Regions from separate parts of the Sus scrofa genome. Here region 2 is linked to region 1. A link is a contact called in public HiChIP or PLAC-seq data. All regions are on one chromosome and are shown on one strand. The core of a region is the stretch at or near the end of the contact, and the rest is flanking DNA. Distances in the headings are between cores, read along the strand shown. Region 1 overlaps BAHCC1 (BAH and coiled-coil domain-containing protein 1). Region 2 overlaps SLC38A10 (putative sodium-coupled neutral amino acid transporter 10).

Region 1 (3,980 bases), core at 1,367-3,866:
GGCCCGGGGCCGCCGGGTGCACGGAGGTTTAGACCGAGTGGTGGGCTCCGAGGAGGGCGCAGGGGCGGGGGATGCCGTCGGACACCCCGGAACCAGGGCTGGGGCTCCTCGAGTCCACACCTTCAGGGGTGGTGTGGTCCAGAACCCCCTCATTCCCAGGCCCTCGCGGCCCCTCAAGTCCAGCCACTGAGATCACCCCAACTGACAGGTGGGCTCCGGCTGTGTCCCTGGAGGCTCCCAGCGAGCTCTGGGGAGGGGCCCGGGGCTCAGAGGTCACACCTACTGCATCTGAGAACGCCCCCCCATCCTGCGCCCACGCTGAGTTACCGGAAGACTTAACCCAATCCTGTGACAAAAGCGACAACGGGGCGGGGTGGGGGGGTCCCGTCACGGCACAGCAGAAACGAATCTGACGAGGAACCACGAGGTCGCGGGTTCGATCCCTGGCCTCGCTCAGGGGGTTGAGGATCCGGCGTGGCTGTGGCTGTGGTGGAGGCCAGCGGCTACAGCTCCGATTAGACCCCCAGCCTGGGAACCTCCACATGCTGTGGGAGCGGCCCTAAAAAAAAAAATCGAAAGTGGAAGTGGGATGTAAGAGGTCGAGGCCCCTCCCGGCATCCCCCGGGCCCCCAGGGGCCACATCCCGGAAGGTCGGGGTGTTGGTGGGAAGTGTGCTGAGCGGGCAGGGGGAGCGGGGTCAGTGGAGGCTGCCAGAGGTCAGGGTCCGAAGGACAGAGGGGTGAGGAGGGCGGGGGCAGTTCGCGGGGGGGGGGGGGAGGGGGCCTGAGAAGGGGTGGCTGCCCGGGAGGACCCAAGGCCCGCGGCAGGTCTCTCAGCTGGGGGGGAGGGCACCCCGAGGCCACCCTCCTCTCCCGCCAGTCAGCTCGGCCCCACCCACCTGTGCAGCCCTCACCTGCCCTGGGCTCCACGCCTCCCCAGCAGCCCAAGGTGCCCCAGGGCACCCACCCCCCTGGCAAGTCCTGCGGGGATCCCGGCCAGCCCCGGATGGGGGGGTCAGAGGACCCCCCACCGCAGGGTCCCTCCAGACCGCCACCCCCAGGCCCGCGGAGCTCAGTGTAGACACTGCAGGCTCAGCAAACTCTTCCAGGGCCTGGGGCTCAGGGTTGAGATCAGCCCACGCCGCTAGTACATGCCCCAGGTCCCCGCAGGCTACCCGCACGCCCATGGGGGCAAGGCCTTCCACGATGGACGGCCCCGGCTCCCTGCACTGCCTTGACAAAGACGGCCACCTCCCTGGAAGCTTGAGTTGCTAGAAAGTTCTCCCCACCACCGAGCCTGAAGCCGCGGCGGCTGGGGGCTGAGGGGGCTCCCCACCACGTGCCTGGCTGAGCGCCGACCCCTGGGGCCAGTCATCGTGGGTGAGCTCCACGGAACCTGGGTCGAAGGGTCCCCAAGCGCCTCCCTCTGGTGGGGGACCAGGACCCCTCCCGTCTCCTCTGGGTCCGGCGCACCTGCCCGGGCTCCGACGGAGCCACCAGACCAGCTCACCCCACCCACGTCCCGCAGCCCTGACGGCTCCCGCCCTCGCTCTGCCTACAAGCCTCCTCTGCAGAGCCCTAGCCAACAGCTCAGAAGCCTGGCCCACTCTCACGGGTTGGTTTTTTATTATTATTATTTTAGGGCTGCACCCAGGGCATGTGGAGCTTCCCAGGCTAGGGGTCGAATCAGAGCTACAGCTGCCGGCCTACCCAGCTGGCGTAGGTTCACGGCAACACCGGATCCTTCACCCACTGAGCGAGGCCAGAGCTCGAACCCACAGCCTCATGGTTCCTCGTCGGATTCGTTTCCGCTGTGCCACATCGGGAACTCCCTACTCCTAACATTTTGAAAGCTACGACATGTGCCAGGCTGGAGGTCCGGACCCAGCGCCCAACCCCGACTGGGTGCTGGCTCTCTCCCACGTGACACCCCTCCCACTCAGGGTGCCAGCGGGTTGAAGTGTGGTGCACCAGTCTGCTGCGTGACAGTGACTGCCCAGGACGGCGGGCTAGGAAGGATTCTGAAGCAGCATCCCCGTGCAGCGTGGGAAGGGCGGCAATCGACGAATCCGGTCGGCCCCGGGTCCAGGAGGGGCCCTGGCGGCGAGGTGGGAGGACACTTGCCGCCACCCCTGCTCTGGCATGTGAAGGGAGTGACCCTGGCACAGCCCCTCTCCACACCCTCACTGATTCTTGCCAAATACTCTGCCTCTGTCCACAAGCCCCTCAGGCTCGCACACGGGCTCAGCACCCTGGGGTGTCGAGGCTCTGCTTCCAAGTCCAGGTCCCAAGATCCACCGCCCTGGGCTTTGGCGGGGGGGAGCCCAGAGAGACCCCCTTCTTGGGCTGGAGGCGGCTTCGGGAGTGCCCAGCAGGGGGCTGGGTCGGGGGGGCCTGGGTGCCCACCCCACGCACACACTGACCCCCAGCCACACGGGTTCGGGGCCTGGCAGCCTCGGTCTGTTCCCAGGCCGAGGGGAGCGGCTCAGAGCCGGGGGAAGGTGCCAGCCTCCGCGGGCGCCTCTGGAACAAAAGCAGCAGGCAGCCAGCCCAGGAGCCAGGAGCTCATGGACAGTCCCGGGCTCTTGGCCTGTGCTCCGCAGAGAGGAGCCGGGCTCAGGCCCCATGAGCAGGCAGGCAGGCTCGGCAGAGGCCCCTTGGAAGGTGCGCGGCCTGTGAGTGGGGAGGGCTGGGGCGACAGGCCTGAAGCCGGGGGAGATGACGACAATCTCAGAGCCTGGCGCTGGGAACAAGCTGGCGTGACCCCCAAACCCTCACCAACACCCCCCACAGCAGCTCTGACTGCCAGGGAGCTCGGCTGGAGGGAAGCCTGGGCCAGCCCTGCCTGGACCTCTTGCCCTGGCTCCCCGCCCTGCCTTCCTGTGGGCTCCAAGCCCCTTCCTGTCCCCCAGGGGCATCTGACATGTGCTTGGCGGATCCCGGGGGCCTGGGGCCACGGAAACGATGCCAGCCAGCCCCACGCCCAGGTGTGAACCTGAGAGGTGCGTCTGCCCAGGCAGCGACGCCACCCCGAACCCCGGTCAGACCAAGGGCTGCCCATACCCCTGCTGCCAAGGTCGGCCCAGGGCGACACACAGCTCCCCGGCCCAGCCGCGGACAGGTGCTGCAGGAGACACGCAAGGACAGCGCGGCCCCTGGAGGCCACGTCTCTGATGAGGATGTGCCTGAGGTGAGGGCGCTGAGGGGCCGAGGTCGCCAGGAGGGCGCAGGGAGGGCTGGCCACGCGAAGCCGGCGAAGGCTCTGGAGGGCATCAGAGGTCCACACAGAACCGGCCTCCTTCTGGCTCTGACGAGCCGGCTGGAGGGATCCTGTCTGCCCCGGCTGCTCCGCGCCCCCACATCTGGATCTCGAGAGCTCGGGCCCTCCCCCCACGCGGTCCCCGGACGTCAGAGGAGCCAGCGGCTCCCACGGACCCAGCCCCTCCCCTCTGGCACCGGCAGGGACCCGGAGGCAGGGGAGGGGTGCTGCCTAGTGCGGGGGCGGAGTCAGAGGCCATCCTGGCCACACCAAGAGGACCGAGGCCGGGAGAAGGGCAAAGGGACCAGGTCCAGGCAGGGGCCTGCCTCGGAGAAGCGCAGGTGACGGCCCTCCAGACGGCAGCCATGGGGGCCTCTGAGGCCACGAGGAGGTGGTGACCTCGGTCCCTCCCACAGACATGCTCCCAGAAGCCCTGGTGGGCCCCGGGGTCCCCGAGGGACAGAGGGACAGCAGGGAGTCAGCCCCTGCCCCACGGGAGGTCTCCCTCCAAGCCCCGGATGGAGAAGTGGCGCTCTGCCAGAGACCGGCCAGGCCGAGAGCCAGCACCGGCACACGTGCCCACTGCCGCCCCAGGCGCCCCCTCCAGGCGGCACGAGAGACCGCGAGCAGCGCAGGCCGAGGGGGAGCAGGAGCTCCGGCCCCCCAGGACAGGATCCCCTTTCATGGCCCTGTGGGTGGTCCCCCCAGGCAGCTGGGGGTGG
Region 2 (3,790 bases), core at 843-3,342, 120 kb after region 1:
CCCTCCGTCCACCCGCGGGTGGTGGCGTCTCTCCTTCGGTGCACGGGCTGTGCTCTCGGTTGTCGGGCGTTTTCTGAGGTTCCGGGGACAGGTTAGGAGTCTGGGGTGCACACGGCAAAGCGCGTTGCTCGCACGTGCGGCTCCGTCGTGTTTGCGAAGTGAGCGGAGCCAGGGCCGGGCTGGAACATCCCAGCGCCTGCCCCCGGCCCTGGCGCCCCGCCGTCTCTCCTCCACGAGGGTTGCTGCTTGGTGTCTTGTGACGTTTTGGAGTAAGTTTGTCTGCCTTTCACGTCGGCATAAACGGAGGCCCACGGTTAGTGCAGGCGGGCGGGTGGGTGGGCGTCTGGCCTCCTTACTCGGCGTCACGCCCGAGATCCCCGCGTCGCTGCCGCTGTCGCTGCCGGGGGCCCTGCCCTGGGACACCCCGCCCTGTGAACTGCCGTCGCCGGAGCCCCGCGGCTGCCCGGGCTGCCTGCCGCTGCACCGGGTGCCTGCACTTTTGTCGGAGGTTCACTTCGGTGCGGACGTGGTGGCCCGGGGGTTACGTCTGTCTGGTGTCAGTGCACTTGGCCAGACTCTCTCTGGCTTTGCAGAGTGGTCCTCAGGCTCCATCTCGGAGCGCCGGGGGCTGTGGCGTCTCTCGTCCGGGTTTCAGCTTCTGGCCTTTCCGACGGATGCTCAGCGGAACCTCCTTTGGGTTTTAATCCGCAGCCCCCACGCGACTAACGATGCGGAACACGCTTTCACACACTCAGTAGCCCCGTGGCTGTCGTCTTTGCAGATACCTTTCAGTTTTTGCCCTTTTTTTTTTTTTTTTTTTGCTTTTTAGGGCCATACCTGCGTCATGTGGAGACGCCCAGGCTAGGGGTCAAATCGGAGCTACAGCTGCCGGCCTACGCCACAGTCACAGCTGCAGCAGCATCGGATCCGAGCCGCATCTTCAACCTGTTCCACAGCCCACGGCAACGCCAGATCCTCAACTCTCTGAGCGAGGCCAGAGGTTGAACCCGCAGCCTCATCGATACTAGTTGGAGTCCTTTCTGCGGTGCCACAACGGGAACTCCGCCCATTTTTTAAATCCATCGTGTTATTTGCTTTTGTCTTACCGATTTATGGAGGGTTTTTTTGTTTTTTTGCCATGCCTGCAGCATGCGTAAGTTCCCGAGCCAGTTATTGAAGCCATACCACAGCAGGATCCCAAACTGCGGCAGTAGCAACCCTGGATCCTTAAGCCCCTGCACCACAGGAGGACTCCTTGTTGAGGTTTTTTTAAAAACTGTATAAGACTTTTTTCAAGGAGTTCCCACTGTGGCTCAGCGGTAACAAACCCAACTAGTGTCCATGAGGACACAGGTTCGATCCCTGGCCTCGCTCAGTGGGTTAAGGCTCTGGCGTTGCTGTGAGCTGTGGTGTAGGTCGAAGACGTGGCTCAGAACCGGCATGGGTGTGGCTGTGGTGGAGGCCGGCAGCCGCAGCTCTGATTCGACCCCTGGCTTGGGAACTTCCATATGCTGCAGGTGCAGCCCTACGGAGACCAAAAGAAAAAGACTTTTTTCAGAAATATATAGTACAAATGTTTTTTTTTCACTCTTGGCTGCTTTTTCACTTTCTTAACAATACCTTTTGATCAACAGGTGTTTGTGGTTTTTTAAACGTGGTTCGGCTTTTGAGTCTTTTTTTTGCAGTGTGCTTTTTATGCACCATGTAAGAAAATGTTGCTCCTTGAGGGTCTTTAGTCAGTCTCGTCCGTCCCTTTGTAGAAGCCTCTTTAGTTTCACTCTCTCGTTTAGATCTGGGCCCCGTCTGGGATGCTTGGTGTGGGGCAGGGATCAGGGTTTGTGTCCCTGTGGCTCTCCAGCTCAGCAGCACCCTCCTCGTCCCAGCGTGGCCATGGCCCGTGGTCGTTGGTGTCCCGCGCATGTGCGAGGCTGGGCACCCTGCCCCGGTCTGTAGGTGTCTCCGGCAGCACGGCTTCCCCGTGTGGTTGCTGAGGCCTGGTGGTGCGTCTCGAGGCCAGCGCCGTGGTCTCCTCAGGACGGACTCGCCTGTCGGCTCTTGGCATCTCCAGCTCAGCCTTGGAACTGGCTTCTCAGCTTCCCCCAGACCAGGCTGCTGGCCTTCGGCCGGGGCTGCATCCCGCTGTAGATCGCAGACGTGGCCTTATTCCATTCGCAGCCTTTCCCCTAATTTCCTTCCTACCTCTTCTTTCACCAGCGGCTGCTTTAGATTTCCAAACCTTGGGGGGTTTTCGAGTGATGCGTTTTACTGATTGGACAAAACGGGCTGAAGGACTTGAGCCTGACGCTCCCTGGCACTGGCTTTGCCGCCCAGCCTGTGCCCACAGCTGTCGAGTGGGCCGCCTGGTCTGCAGTTGTCAGACGAGTTAGATCGAGTTGCTGGCTGATTTGAGTATATTCTGTTTTATCTCACTGGGCCACAACCACGGCACATGGACGTTCTGGGCCAGGGATCTAACACACGTTGCAGCCGTGGCAGTGCCCGATCGTTAACCGCTGTGCCACAAGCGGACTTCCTGATTTTTGGGTTTTCCGCATTTTGACTGATTTTTTTAATCTTCCTGTGTATCAGTCATGAGAAAGGTGTGACAGTTCCCACTGTAATTATAGGTTTGTCCGTTTGCCCTTCCGTTCTGTCAGTGTTTGCTTTTTGTCCTTGAGCTGTGTTGTTAGGAGCATGCAGTTCTAAGGCGATTTTCTGTGATTAAAAGGACCCTTCTTCAGAGTTCCCTCCTGGCACAGTGGATTAAGGAGGAGGGTCCCTGCTGTGGCATGGGTTCGATACCTGGCCCAGGACCTTCCACATGCCACAGGTGCAGCCAGAATAAATAAGTAAAAAAGTAAATAAACAAGATGCTCACTTCCTGTGAAAGTGTCTCTTCCATCTTTTGCGATGCTTCCCTCCTTAGAGTCGGCCGTGTCTGACGTGGTCTCGCTAACCCGCCGCGTTGGCTGTGTTTGGGGTTTGTGTCCCCACAGGGTTTTTGTCATCCTTTCTCTTTCGAGCTCTCTCTGTCTTTATATATATATATATTTTTTTTTGTTTTGTTTTTTTGTTTTTCATCTTTTTGCTATTTCTTGGGCCGCTCCCGCGGCACATGGAGCTTCCCAGGCTAGGGGTCTAATTGGAGCTGCAGCCACCGGCCTCCGCCACAGCCACAGCCACGCCAGATCCGAGCCGCATCTGCAACCTACACCACAGCTCACGGCAACGCTGGATCCTTCACCCACGGAGCAAGGCCAGGGATTGAACTCGTGTTCTTATGGTTCCCAGTCAGATTCGTTAACCACTGCGCCACGACGGGGAGCTCCCTAAGGTGTGTCTTAAGTAGGAGCAGAGAGTTGGCTTTTGTTTTGATTTAGTCTGTTAGCAGGGGTGTTTCAGAGTATTTACAGGTAATGAAATTATTGATTGGGGGATTAAAGCTTCCATCTTTTTGTTTTTTATTTGTCTCGTTTTTTTCTGTTTTCTGTTTCTTTCTTACCACCTTTTGGATAAATCAAGCGCTTTAAGTATTCATTGTCTATTCTTAGCTGGTTTATACATTTCTGTTCTACTAGTGGTTAAATAAGACAGTTTGATATGAATCCTTGGCTCCCTAGGCTTGACTATAAATTAGTCTTTTTGCTTTTGTTTTTAACCATGTCCCAGATGAGGCAAGTATCTAGTGATATTTTAACTTCATTTACTCCCCTCTGGCCTCTGGTGCTGTTGCTTTTGTGTATTTTAATTTTACGTGTATTTTATTTATTTATTTATTGTTTTTATGGCC

What was found. HiChIP or PLAC-seq counts read pairs in DNA pulled down with a chosen protein or histone mark.
Region 2: a contact with region 1 is called in an H3K27ac HiChIP or PLAC-seq map of skeletal muscle. The contact joins two enhancer-like sites.

The regions. Positions count from the first base shown.
Region 1 is chr12:1,378,150-1,382,129 of Sscrofa11.1, forward strand. The region is part of intron 2 of BAHCC1 (BAH and coiled-coil domain-containing protein 1); the gene reads right to left. Among named protein-coding and RNA genes, the nearest start is that of BAHCC1, 26 kb to the right of the region's middle. Within about 2 kb of position 2,617, at least 6 of the 83 cell types and tissues checked have an H3K27ac peak or open chromatin away from gene starts, as enhancers often do. A contact at or near this core is called in skeletal muscle, where this site is marked.
Region 2 is chr12:1,494,704-1,498,493 of Sscrofa11.1, forward strand. The region is part of intron 10 of SLC38A10 (putative sodium-coupled neutral amino acid transporter 10); the gene reads left to right. Among named protein-coding and RNA genes, the nearest start is that of SLC38A10, 15 kb to the left of the region's middle. Within about 2 kb of position 2,093, at least 5 of the 83 cell types and tissues checked have an H3K27ac peak or open chromatin away from gene starts, as enhancers often do. A contact at or near this core is called in skeletal muscle, where this site is marked.